Linked DNA regions of Macaca mulatta: region 2 is linked to region 1. The links are chromatin contacts, called in public Hi-C maps. All regions are on one chromosome and are shown on one strand. Each heading gives the region's core, a stretch centred on a gene start, on an enhancer-like site or on the middle of the called end of the contact. The rest is flanking DNA. Distances are from core to core; before and after follow the strand shown. Region 1 overlaps BCOR (BCL6 corepressor). Region 2 holds the start of LOC144338498.

Region 1 (6,217 bases), core at 861-3,360:
TAAAACCCACCTCCCCTCCACCGACAACCCACTCCCCATTGGCGGGGCTCCCCAGGACAAGTCGCACCTCGACTGCAGGATTTCAGGCTTTCTTGTGGGGGGCAGGATTACTAGTGTAATTAGGCTGAATAAAACCAGGGATGCGTGATGAGGATTTATCCTGTATCCAACCCAAGCTCGCGGCCGGGTTTTCCTTCTCTTAGTTACTGGTCGATGTTTGTGTTTCGCCATCGCACTCAGTGTCTTGAAACTAAACAGGTAGTTATACTTGGGAGGATCATATAACTATGTCAACATGAAGTGGTTGTTAATGCGAAATAAGAAGAAACTCTTCTGATATTTATAGGCCCCTATAAAGAGAGAAAAAGGAAATCACACTCCCTAGAACCCGAAAGCTCCCAGCCGAACCGGACCCTCGGGGAGTTTTAGAAATCCTTCTTTCGGCACAGGAATTTCACGAAGGGGTTTCCGGAAGACTTTGTTGAGGAAGGTTTTGGTATTGGACTCCACGACCTCAGGGCGCCCTGCAAATTCCCCCCCGGCCCAATGGCTAGCCCCAGAACGCAAACCTCAAGGCGGGCGCCCCAGACCAAGCTGACTTAGCCTCTGCCCACCTCCAGCTCACAACCCCGAGGCTCCCACCCCGTCCCCAACCGGGTCGGCACTGTGGCGTCGGGCACGTGCTGAGTCTACCGTCTCCAGGCCAGGCTGCGAGATCCAAAGGCTGGGGCCTGCCGCGGCCGGATTGTCCCTGGGGAGCCGAAACCGCCCAGCGGGGAAACCCCTCCTCTCGCCCTTCCCCGAAAAGCTTGGCCGCGGTCTAAGCTCCGAGCAAGCGGGCATCCGCTGACAGCCCGGCCTCACGTAAGGCCCACACGCGTCCCATTAGTCAGCCCGAGTTCCCCTCGGGCGAGCCGCCTGGCGCGGCCCCAAGGCCGGGCTCAGGCGGGGAGGGGGTGCCGGGCCGCAGCGAGCTGGGGGCGGGGGTGCGGGCCTCGCGGGGCCCGGCCAGGCTCGGTTCCGCGTTCCTGGGCCCGCGGGTAAGCTGAGCCGGCAGGGCAGGCCGCTCCCTGGCTGGCGCCGGGGCGCCGAGCTGCGCTTCACGTGCCCGCCATATCAGCGGCGGCGGCGAGGATGGGGGCTGGGAGGCGCGCGGCCGTTCCCGCAGGGTCTCCGGCCCCCGCCTCCCCGCCCCTCCCCATGGGGGCTGGGCCGGGACCACCCCGCGGCCCCCATCCCAGCGCAAGCCGAGAGCAGCGCTGCCAGACGCAGAGAGGCTCCTAGGGCGCTGCTCCGAGAGCCGCGCGGCGGCGGCAGCTAGGGGAGGGTGCTCCTCGCAACCGCCCCGCCGCCGCCGCCGCAGTCACGGGAACCGGAAGCCCTCGCGCCGCCCCGAGCGGCCTCCGCTGGCCCCAGGGCAGTTCCAGACGAGGGCTGGCCGCGCGTCACCCTTGATCCCTCCTCGTCCCAGGCGACCGCCCGGGCCCTGCGGTATCCCGGTGTAAGCTGGGAGGACCCTTCCTGCGGTCCGATGAGATGTCCCTGTCCCTCTGCTACCACCATAAGCACGCCCTCCCGCACCGCTCGCAGCTCCGCAGCTGGGACGGGAGGGGCGCGGAGCCGCCACTCCGGCCGGGCAGGAACACCTGCTCCCAGGCCCTGCAGCTGGGCGCGTGGTGCTCTGAGAGGCTGCCTAGTGTTGTGTGCGGAGATCGCGGATGCGAAAATAGGGCTGCGAAGCTCAGGGCCAGGAGCAGCCAAGCCTCGGCCACCCCCATCTCCCACCCACTGCGGGCGACAGAGCGCGAAGCCAGAGGGCCTGCTGCGGGCCCGGGTCTCCTTTCGAAGGTCGAAGGGCCGCCACCCCTGGGATCCGGCTTCTGGCCTGAAGAGGTCGTTCGTAAAACAGATGGGGCAAAACCTGTTTTGAGAGCCTTCCCAGTGTCCGCCCCCGCTCTCCAAACCAGACACACTCATCTCCCCCTCAGCCCTACTCTAGCCTCCGGCGGGGGACGGGAGTAGGTCATGGCGGCACCGGCACTCCCGCCCCTACCCACGTAGGGACGTAGGGTCGGCTGCGGGGCTCGGACTTTGCCACTCCACCTAGGGGAGGGCCAATGGACGCTCCCGGTCTCCTCCGTGTCCGGAGGAGATCGGGCGGCGGAGCTGACCTGCAAGGCTTGCCCTGCCTCACCGACCCCCCACCTCCGTCCCACCCTCCCCGACTCTCCTGGCCCAGGGCCCGGCCGGGGAAGGCGTTGTTTTGCCAGCGGGAGCCGAGCGAGTGCACAGAGAAAAGCCTCCCTGCTCTAATGAGAGTGCACACAGCGCTGCAGCGAGGAGGATGATTACCCGGCGGGCGGGGGGGGCGCGGGCCCGGGCCGCGGGCGGCGTGTGCGGCGGCCCCGCGGGCCTGGAGTCTCCGCCTGTCTGGCTGCTAATCGCACGCTTTCTGCTGTTACGGAGGCAGGCGGGAGCCGGCGGCCGAGCCCAGAGCCGGCGACTCGGCGGGTGACACGGAAACATGGCGCAGCGCCCCTCCCCCGCCCGCGCTCCCGCCTCCCGCCCTCCCCGCGCTCCCCGCGCTCCCCGCGCTCCCGCCTCCCGCCCTCCCCGCGCTCCCGCCTCCCGCCTCGCACTTCCTCCCGCCCGCGCGGCTTTTGCAGTTCTAATGCTCTGCTTTCGGCCTGGCACCATTACGCTAGCAGCCGCTTCTCCGCGGCCCCGGGCGTCTCTTTCCCCTTTGTTTTCGGGATCTATAGAAAACGTTTGCTTTTGTCCCGAGCTCTCGTTAAACCAAACTTGTGGTGGCAACGGAAGGCGGTGCAGGCGGGGAGGGGTCCGGGGATTTTGGCAGCAGCCGACCGGAGCGTGGTGGAAACTTCTCTCGCTGGGTTCTCCGCTCCCTCCCACTCCCCCTCCCCAACAGAGCCGCCGGCCTCCCAACGCTTCTCCCTACGCCCCCGAGAGGCCCCAGTGCTCCAGGAAGGTCTGGGCCACAGAGACTGTGACCAGGGGTGAAGAGCCCAGGGTTCGTGTCTGTGAGCCCGGAGGTTTTGGCACTCGATGACCTCTCTCCCTGCAGCCCCGACTTACCTCTCTTTTTCCCTTTGGTCATTCGGGGCTTTGTATCAGTCGGTGAAGAAGGAAGGGGAGGGAAGAGAAAGTGTTTCTTTCGTGCGTGCGGTTTTTATTTTAAGGATTTGTTGGAATCTGTCACCCCCAACTGCGCAGCCCCCTCCTGTATAGGATCTAGGGCGAAAGCGGGGAAACGTCGGCTTTACGGGGAAAGGGTCGGGTCAGAAACAGCCCTGGAGGCTGGATCGTAGTCTCCTGGCGGGCTCAGCCACACTTGCTCGGCACGCGGGGCGGGGCGACCCAGCAGAGTGGGGGACGCGAGGGCCAGGTCCCTCGGTCCAGGAGACGCCAAACGTTCCATCCTCGGGGCGAGAGAGCAGAAACCCCCGCTCCCCCCCCGCGCGCGCTCCCTAGCTCGACGCGCAAGCCGTGGCTCTCCGCGCCAGAGCTGCTCAGGCGGCATTTTTTTAAGCCTGCAATTAAGCGAGGCGTCGCCGTGTCCTCTGCTAGTGTCGGTCCTGTCAGTCGCACATGGCCTTGGTGCTCCGGTCCGAGGCCCCGCGATTAGTCACAGGCTCGCTTCGCTCCTTCCCTAATCCGCCTCTGCAGGCAGCCTGGGGACGCGGCCGATTTGGCGGCGCTGGCAGGGAGCCACTGCCTGCGGGGCGGGCCGCCTGGCCAGTGTCAGCCCCGCTGCGCCGGAGCCGGCGCGGGCCCTGGGGTGCGGGTTTGGCGTCCCTCCCCTCTCACAGCCCCCTGGCTGGGGCGGCGGCTCCCCTCCTCCTCCCGCCCCTCTCCCGGGCTTGCGAGATCTATTTGTGTGGTGTCATTTGCATAAAAATAGGACAAGTGTTTCTGTGCGTTCGTACGCGGGAGGCGAAATCCTTATTGATGTGTCTGTGTGGAGCGTTCGGTTGTTGGAGCGGTTTGATTTAGGGTGTTGGTGTTGCCTTCTACAAGAAAGGAGAGAAAGTCCTTCGCAACTCCTTCGGCGGCCTGGGCCCCCCGAAGCATGACCCTCTGCGCGGCCGGAATGGTCCACCACTTGGGCCTCAAGCGCGCCGGATCCACAGCGAGCAGGTTGAGGGCCAGGCGGGCGGCCCTTTATGACTCATAAAATCGGGCGGCCTAATCGCCAGCTGCCAACCCATTTACATGTGGAGCTTCCCAATGCTCCCTTCGCCCGGGCCCGGCTTCCTGAGGGTTCGCCCCGACACAGCTAGAGCCGCCAAGTGGGAGCTAAGCTAGTGGCCTCTCCTTCCCGTCAGCAGCGTGGCTTCCCTTCCCCGGCGACCCCCGCTCTCTTGGCCTCTGCGCTGCTCGCCAGCAACTCCTCAGCTTGGACAAATAGCTGGGAGGGCGCCGGCCGCGCGGAGCCAGTAAATCAATCATTAACTCCCAGGCGAGGCCTGGGCCAGGGGAGGGAGCGGCGGCCAGAGCCGAGTCCGCTGGGCGAGCGCAAAGCCCCCCCCTCCGGGTCAGGAGCCATCCACGCGCCAACGAACCGGGTGCGTGAAGGCTGGTCCCGCCACGGCCTCCTGGGCCCCTCCGCCCGCCGGGCCTTTCCAGCCCGCACCTAGCCTGGCCAGGCAGGTCGAGTTACGGCGCTGCCCCTGGGAGGGCTTGAACATTAACTAGCCGCCTCGGGCCTCAGCTGCCTGCTCTCCACAGGAGAGCGTCCCGCGCTTGGGCAAGCTCCTCGGATCCCGCCGGGCTCCTCCTGGCTCAGGCTTGCTAAACCAAACTGATCGCACCCCGTATCGACCAATCTCCCAGCGGCACCCTCCTCCCTGAGCCCACGATGGGGCCGGCACGCAGGGGGTTAAAAGCCCCGGTTCGCTCTGGCTCCTCGGCTGCGAGGAGAAAACGCCGATCAAAGTGCTTAAGGGAAAGCTAACACATGCACATTCGGTCCCGGGTCGAAGGAGGCCGACTGGAGACGGCTCCCGAGCCACCCGCCTCGACCCGCTTTCCACACTCCCGGGAACGCGGCGGCGGCGCTGGCCCGCACGATTCGCTCGGCGGAGCGCTGCGCGGTGGGGCTGGGAGGGCTGCAGGGAGGAGAGACGAGGGGGCGGGAGGCGAGCCCGGGCTGCGCGCCAAGAGGCCCGGAGCCGCAGATTAGTCACCGCTCGGCTCTGCGCTCCCGGGTGCGCCCGGGAACCGGGAGGGCAGGCGTCGGCCCCGCTCAGCCGGGCTCCCCGGGCCTCGGCGCCACGGCGCGGGTGTCCCCACCCCCGCGCGCTCCTGGCGCGGCTGGCTCGACTCTCGGGGACTCGCGCAGTCGAGATCCACTTGTCAGGTCAAGGGCAGGAGAGAAACTCTGCAAGCAGAGTCTTGCGAACAGGAAATTTCTCCTTGACAAGGTGCTGCCCCTCCCCCACGCCGGGCTTCAAAACAAAAACTCCAGAGCCGGCTGCCCAGGCACCCAGCCTCGCTCGCCACGGCCGGCGACCCCCGCTCCTCGGCCCCGGCCCTGGGCGGCGGAGCCAAGCAAACAGAGCCAGCGGACTGACTCGGCGCGGACCCTGCGGAGGGCGCCAGGCTGCCACCCTCCGGGGCCCGGGCGGGGTCGGCGGGGGTGCAGAACTCCGGAGTCCCCGCGCCTCCCCGGGTTCTACAGCCACCGAGCGGTTTTGCGGAGCTGCCCGAGGCCTCCGGGTCATCGGCTCCCCGGAGGGCGTGGGGGGCGGGGAGGCCGCGCGGCGCCGCCGACTCGGCGAATCCCGCTGCGGGGAGCCCGGGAAGGCTGCGAGCTCGGCCTGGCAAAGTTCCTGTGGAAACTCCATGTTTTGAAACTCCAGCGGCGTCGCGGAAGGAGGGGGAGAGGGGAGCGCGGGAAGCGCGCGGGGGCGGTCTGTACCCGCCTCTCCCCGCCGGGGAGTGGGTTCCGCGGCCCCCCGGGCCTCCTGGGAAGGCTGGAGGGTGGGGACGGGTCCCCGGGCCGGTTCTTTTGTGTGTTCCCCTCTGTCTCCACACTCTAAGGGAAATTTATAAACCCGTTTCATTTAGTGAATTCACCCGGGAGAGGAAGGCTGCCTTTTTAGGGACCATGATGTTCAGGGTAATTTCGTATTTGACACATGTAAATACTTAGTACTCTCAGGTAAGGTCAAATTATTTATCATCTTAATTTATA
Region 2 (6,602 bases), core at 1,506-4,005, 51 kb after region 1:
GAGGCGTCGGCTTTGGCCTTCCAACCTGGGGGTGCGCGGGGAAGCCAAGGCCCAGGGGGCACCCCCACCCTCGCTCGAGGCCCGAGGGTGGGGGACAGCCGAGATGTCTTTGGTCTTGTTTGATGACCGCTTGGCGGATCTGCTCCCATCCGGGTTCTGCCGTTCCGAGGGTGCCAGGTCAAGGCTACCCAGGCCAGTCTGAGCAGGCAAGTGGATGAGCAAAAGCAAATCTGTCGCTCCTCCGACCGCCACCCCTAAATTAGCCCTTCCCGCATCCAAGGAAGGGGAGGGCACCCAAACTCTACTCCACCCCCCGCGGGGCGCTCCCTCTGCCTCGGAAGCTGAGACTGAGAGCGAGGGTTTTCCCCCTTCCCCTGGGCTCGCTAGGTTTCTAACTTCCTCTAAACCTCCCTCCTCGCTCCGAAAAGCCCCGAGGAGAGGAGCTAAGAGGAAGCACGCCGCTAGTGTGCAAAATGAAGACCATGTGTGAGGACGGCGGCATCAGAGTGCAGCTGCGGGGGTTGGGGGTGGCAAAGGCCCCCGCGCGGCCGGAGGCTCGGGGCCGCTGCAGCCAGAGCCTCTGCTCTGCGTTGGGGACTCGGAGCTGCAGCGAGAGGCAGTGGAGAGGCAGGGCTGGCCTCGTGGCGGGAGGCGAGGAGGGGGTGCGAGGGCTGCCGCGCCGTGGGGGGCAGGGGGCGGGGACGCAGCCCCGGCTTCCTGGGCCGCAGCTGCGACCGAGGGCGCAAGAGCAGATCGTGCTCTGCGGCGGCGGCGGCGGCGGCTCGGGCCCGCCGCGCTCGCATCTGAGAATCAACAAAGGGAGGCGGCGGGCGAGCGGGGGAGGGGCGCCACCGAGCGTTCGCTGGCTGCTGTGGAATAATAAAAAATAATTAATAATGATAATAAGAGAAAAATCCCCCGGCTTTCATGGCTCTGGGTTTCCGTGTGGCTGCAGCGGGAAGCGCGCTGTCCTTGAGGCGGCCTCTCTCGCCTGGCCTGCCCGCCCCTCCCCCTCCTCCCCTCCCCAGGAACCAGGGAAGAGAAAGGTCTGCAGCTGACAAATATTATCCATTCTCCCCATCGATCGCGGAGTGTACAGATGTGAGCGCTTGATGTGCCCGCGGAGCGGCGGATCCTCCCTGCTCGCTCGCTCTCGCCCAGGCTCCTCTCGCCGTCCCCCTCCTCCCCCTTTGTTCTCCTCCCCTTTCCCTCTCTTTAAATAGATTTCAGGGCGCTGCCTGTTGGAGAGCAGCTGGCGATCTCTCCCGAGAGAGGGAGCGAGCGAAGCCCGAGGTGCCCTGTCACCAGCCTCCCCTCCCCCACTCCGGCTTTTCGCTACGTTCCCCCCCCACCCCACCTTTCTCCAGTTTCCAAAATAGGAAACACCGGGAACACCCACGTCCACTGCATCGCGAGTCTCTGGGAGCCTTTGGACCCCTCGTGCTGTTCCTTGTGTCTGTCTGTGCAGAGGAAGGGGAGTGCAGGGAGGGGACCCAGGGCCGCGGCAGAAGAGCCAAGGGTCCGGATCTTTCCCTGGCAGCAGCAGGGACGCAGCCTGGGTCACGCTAAGAGGGTACAGTTTACCCATTAGGGAAAGTCGGCGGAGACGGCCCTTTTATTCCTCTTCTGCAGATGGCAGATTAAGCCGGCAGCGCCCGGCCTCAAAGGGACCGGCTGCTCGGGAAAGGGTTAACCCGTCGGCCGGTAATCGTGGACACGCGCGCACACACACACACACACACGCACGCACGCGCGCGCGCGTCCTCCCCGCCTGCCCGAGCCCCGCCGCGGCCCGCAGTGCGCCCGGGGCTGGGGGAGTTGCTGCGGGGGGGTGGGCCGGAGGAGGGGCGGGGCGGGCTTAACCAGGCCGCTCGACTGAGCCGGGGCCACCTCGCCGTCTGTCATTTAAATGATTGTCCTCCGCTCCGCTCAGTGCGGTCAGTACGGGCTGTTAACAGGCAGTTGCAATCAGTTTCCGAAAGGTCAGCCAAGGTCCTCCGGCTCTCGCAGACGGAAGGCATTACGAAACCGCTTTTGTATCTGCAGGCACTTTAGAAAAAGAGGCGAGAAGGGGCGCACCGCAGTGCCGCGGCTGCTGCGACCGGGGGAGAGGGTCGGGGGCTGCGGGGCGGAAGAGTCCGCACCCCCGCGGCCAGGGTCAGGCGGCGTGGATATCACCCGCGGAGTGACCCAGGGCCTCCAGGTTGCGGTGGGGAAGCAGGCAGGGGGTGGGGAGCAGGCGGCAAGGGAAGGAGGAGTGGGAGGAAGTGGGAGAGGCGTCCTGGCTCCTCTCCTCACCCGGCCAACAGCCCACACCCGGACCCAGACGGGAGCGGGCGGCCTTGGGCGCGAGGAGACCACACTCGGACTCCCAGGCCCTCCTGGCGCCTGGAAGTAGGGAGGGGGTGTGTCGGGGGGGAATACCCTCGCCGAGCAAGCGACTCCCAGCGCGGCGTCTGAAGACGCCGCTGCCTCCGCCGCTAGAAGTCGTCCATCAGCAACCAGTCCAACCTGCCAGTGATAATGTGCGATCAACACCAAATCACCCCCGCCAGGCGCGATCCATCATCGCAGCGCGCCGCGGGCCCGCGTGAGGCTGACTCGCGGCTGGGGTGGGGGGGCGCGGAGCAGGAGGCGGTCGCCCAGCAGACCCGGACTCTCCACGCACCTCGCTGCCCCTCCTGGAGGCCTGCACCCAGGCGCTCATAACTCTCCAAGTTCCCCAGCTACAGAGCGAAAACCCAGTGGCTCCGAGTTCCCGGGCACAGGTCACTTAGGAGTCCGCGCGTCCTCCGCGCCCTGCTATCGTGGTCACACCCTGCAAAGCCATCCCAGTCTCGGAGCTGCCCTACCCATCCCCTCCCCCTCCTCCGAGAAACCGTGGCTGGCAGGAAATTAATATTTAATATCGTGAAATTGATTAAAGGGCTGGAAGCCGGCGATGGGTTGGGGGGAAGGGTAGGGACTCCTAGCGTAATTAAAGATCTGAGAGTCGTGGCCGTTCCTTGTCCGCCCTGGCCGCACGTGGCCTTTGTGAAGCCGAGGCGGGGTCGGATTGGGCTGAGCCTGGCGAGCCGGGGTCAGGAGCCCGTGCAGCCTAGGTTCTGGCCCGCGCGGCCGGGTTTTTTTTGGGGAGGGGGCGAAGGGCTGGGGCAGCACAGCAGCGGATGGGCCTTAGGGCACCCGGGGCTGCGCGCAGAGCCACTCTTCCCCTGCCTGCCTGCCTGCACCGTGGGCCGCTGGAGCCCGAGGGGCGGATGCTACAGCTGTTTGCTTGCTCGTACGGCGCAGAAGCGCCTTTACTGACCAGGTGGCCTTGAGGGCGCACCGCCTCCCCCCACAACCCCCCCTTCTGCAGCCTCACTTTGGGCCCCGCTTCGAGGCGCCTCCCCAACCCCTGACAGAGGTCTTCTGGGCCCCCCACGAAGCCCTTCGGGAAGGGAGAGTCAGGTTCACCTTTCCCCCTGCAAATTGGAAATCCTTGGGCTGACACGGCCCGGGCCCCCCTGCCGGTTCTCTCCTGTCCAGGCCCCACCCTGGTCCGCTCACGCCTGGGGCAGCTTAACTCGTTCAGCTGCGCTGCAGACGGGGCCTGCTCCTCGAAGCCGCTGTCTCCAAGGAGTCGTCACCGAACCAGCTCGGCCAGCCGCCTGTCCTGCCGTTTAAGGTTACCGCGCCTCCCGGGAGGGGCATCGGGACTGGACCGGGCAGGAGGTGGGTGCAGCTGAGGCTCCCTGGCCACCCGAGCTAGCGCTAGGAGAGGAATTCGGTGTGCAAAAGGTCAGCGGTAACCCGTTGGCCCTGGCTACAGTTTAGAAGTCGAATGGTTGGCTTGGTGGTCGGGTGACCCCAGCTCACGGAGGCCTGGCTCCAAAGGGCTGCTTTGAAGTTTTTCTTGCATCTGATTTTTTAGTGAAGCACTCTGAAAAGTACCAAGTGTGCAGAGGGGAGAAAACACAAAACACATCAAGCTGCGTTCTTGGCCCTAATCAGGGGAGCAGGAAGGCCCTCCAGACTCCAGGCCCGCTGTGGGGAAGGTCAGGACCACAGAGGATTAGGCCCAGTCTTGGGTTTATTGCTATACTTGAACAAAGTGCCGGGGGCTGCCTAAACTGGAGCAAGAGAGAGGTAATTAAAAGAGGGCCTGCACAAGGAAGTAAAGGCTGGTGTGGCTGCTGCCCAGGGTAGGTGGAGGAAGTGTTTTCCATAAGAATAACAAGCTGGTGCAAATGTCATGCAGAAAGACTATTTCACCAAAACAAAACCAAAAAGTTCACATTCTGCCTCTCAAGCTGAGCTGATAAACAACATGCAAACTTTGGATGGAACCTTGAACCAGTGGGAGGTGTCAACCCAGTTTACAAAGGGTAATGGGGAAGCGTTTCTGGGTACTTCTCTGTTTCTACCATTGTGATTCTACCTGCATCAGCTGCTCCCTTTGGGGGCCCTTCTGACCTCCCAATCTGAGCCCAGCGGGAGATCACTCAGAATGCACCGCATTCATCAATGCCATTTCTGGTAAATTGGACCTCAGGTTTTGGAGTGTCCTAGGAGGCAGGCAGCCTACACAGCGCGCATACCGATGTCACAGCAAATGTGAGGAACCGCACATATTCTGTAGCCTTTACTAGAGAATACCGTGGGTTTCACAACCAGAAGTAGCAGATTTTCCAAGACACTCCTGATTTCAAGAGCTTTGAACCCTGTGTCTTTACGGGGCGTGAAGCCCACCTGCAGTTACTAATATCGTCGAATTGCGCACCAGAGGTGTCCCAGGGCTGGAGGAAATGGCTTGGGTGTGGGGCTGGCACCCAGTGGTCCCCTCTGGTCCCCTGTCCACCATGTCTAGCCAGGCGGCCATCCTCCAGGCCGTCCCGATCCCAGCCGGGGCCCTTCCAGGTAGGGTTCCGGGAAGGGGGCCTGTCAGGACGAAGTGGCAGGACCGGGCCCTCGGGGTCCCCGTGAGTAAAGGAGGACACAGCGCACTCCCCGGCTGACACTGGGCTGCCGCCGCCTCTCCTCCGGACGCGGGCGGCTGCGCGCCGGCCGCCATCTTGGCCGGGCTGCGCAGGAGGCGCTGCCCCCGGCGGTGGGACGGCGGAGCCGCAGGCCCGGCCGGGGCTGCCGCGCGGATGTTTCCGGGCTGCCGGGGAGCGCTCCCTTTCGAGGCCCCCCCCCTCCCCGCTGCGGACCACGCTGACCCCAGGTCGGGGGCTATAGGGCGGCCGTCCCTGGTGAAAGCGAGGCCTGTAGTGTCGCCCCTCCCCGAAACGCTGGAACGGATCTTAATCCTGAGAAGCAACCTCTGGTTCCCGGACTCCCGCGATGGTCAACGTGTTATCGCCTCTCCTGCGCACCCCAGCATTCGGTCCCCAGCGGCAACCTGCGGAGGCAGCTGGGGGTAGGGGGCGAGGCCTACCCACCGTTCACAGGGCGCTCTTGGGGCCAGAGAGGATTTGAGAGTCACCACGGTTTAGGGCTCCTGATTGGAGAAGACTGGAACTTTTTTTTGTCCACTTTTTGAATTTAACATGCATTTATGGAGAGCTTGCTAAGGGCGAGGCGCTGTGTTAGGACCTAGGGGGATCCAAAAGTACAGAAGTGAATTTTTTAAAGACACCTCTGGCCCCCTCAAGTAATTTACAATCTAGTTGGAAAGGCAGACTTGTAAATGACTGAACACAAATAAAAGGCACCGTGAGGTGAACGTAAATAAAGGGCATGAATCTTGCAGTAAACGGTCTGGGTAAAGGCCAATTATTTTTAAAATAACCTTTATTTCTAAAAATGTAGAATCAGTTCAGCGGGGAGAGGGGAGGGTACAAATACTGAATATTTCCAGGGTTCCCGGGACTAACAGTCATTACTTCTGAAAGGTTGTTGTTTAGGAAAAATGATGAAAGTTTATTTCAGCTAAGCAAAATATCAAATATCAGAAACTCTGGATCCATTTCTCAGCTCTTGACATTAGCTGGGTGGGAGAGACACAATTTTCCACCAAAACACGATACCCCATTTGAAATCAGTAAAAACTCCCACAGCATTTCATAAGTTTCAGAAAACAAAACTAAATGGAAGATTGGAAACTTTTTGAAAAAGGTTTCAGATTTAAAGAAAATAGGGATTAAAAAAAGAAACAACAAAAAAAGATCAGCCCATTTGCAGATGGTCTTCAAGATTTGGACATACAGAAAATTGTCCTGAGATTAATTGTACAGAGGTTGGAAAGTATGGGGAAAGTAGTCATAGGTCAAAGAAAATTAGGCAAATATAAAAATGAGGCAATTACTAACTCCAGGAAAAAGAAAATCTTACAAGAAAGGAACTGCAATCACTGAAGCTCATTTGGCTCAGCAATGAATGATATATAAGTGGTTACAAAGTAAACACTGGATATGAATTTAGTAAGACACTGTGCTCTAGTGCTATGGCAAGAATGGAGAAGGGAAAGTATGGTACAGAGATCTGAAATCCCCCTCCACGATCAGATGGTTGACATGGATTACTTTTTTTTTCCTTTTTTTTTTTTTTGTTTTTGAGACGGAGTCTCACTCTGTCACCCAGGCTGGACTGGAGTGCAGTGGCGCGATCTCGGCTCACTG

Evidence for each region. Hi-C and Micro-C count contacts between places; a contact is called where the count stands out from the background.
Region 2: a Hi-C map of CD4 T cells shows a contact between it and region 1, with 3 times the contacts expected there. The contact joins the promoter of LOC144338498 here to the enhancer-like site in region 1. A contact is called at or near these places in 6 of 14 Hi-C or Micro-C datasets (CD4 T cells, blood, cortical neurons and 3 more).

The regions. Positions count from the first base shown.
Region 1 is chrX:39,975,186-39,981,402 of T2T-MMU8v2.0, forward strand. The region is part of intron 1 of BCOR (BCL6 corepressor); the gene reads right to left. Among named protein-coding and RNA genes, the nearest start is that of BCOR, 72 kb to the right of the region's middle. Within about 2 kb of position 2,111, at least 14 of the 40 cell types and tissues checked have an H3K27ac peak or open chromatin away from gene starts, as enhancers often do. A contact at or near this core is called in CD4 T cells, where this site is marked.
Region 2 is chrX:40,025,131-40,031,732 of T2T-MMU8v2.0, forward strand. It overlaps LOC144338498, which reads right to left and starts at 2,756. Exons shown (of 2, transcript XM_077988367.1): 1 at 2,669-2,756; 2 at 1,950-2,511. The coding sequence starts at 2,707. The coding sequence ends at 1,984. All of the region lies in intron 1 of BCOR (BCL6 corepressor), which reads right to left.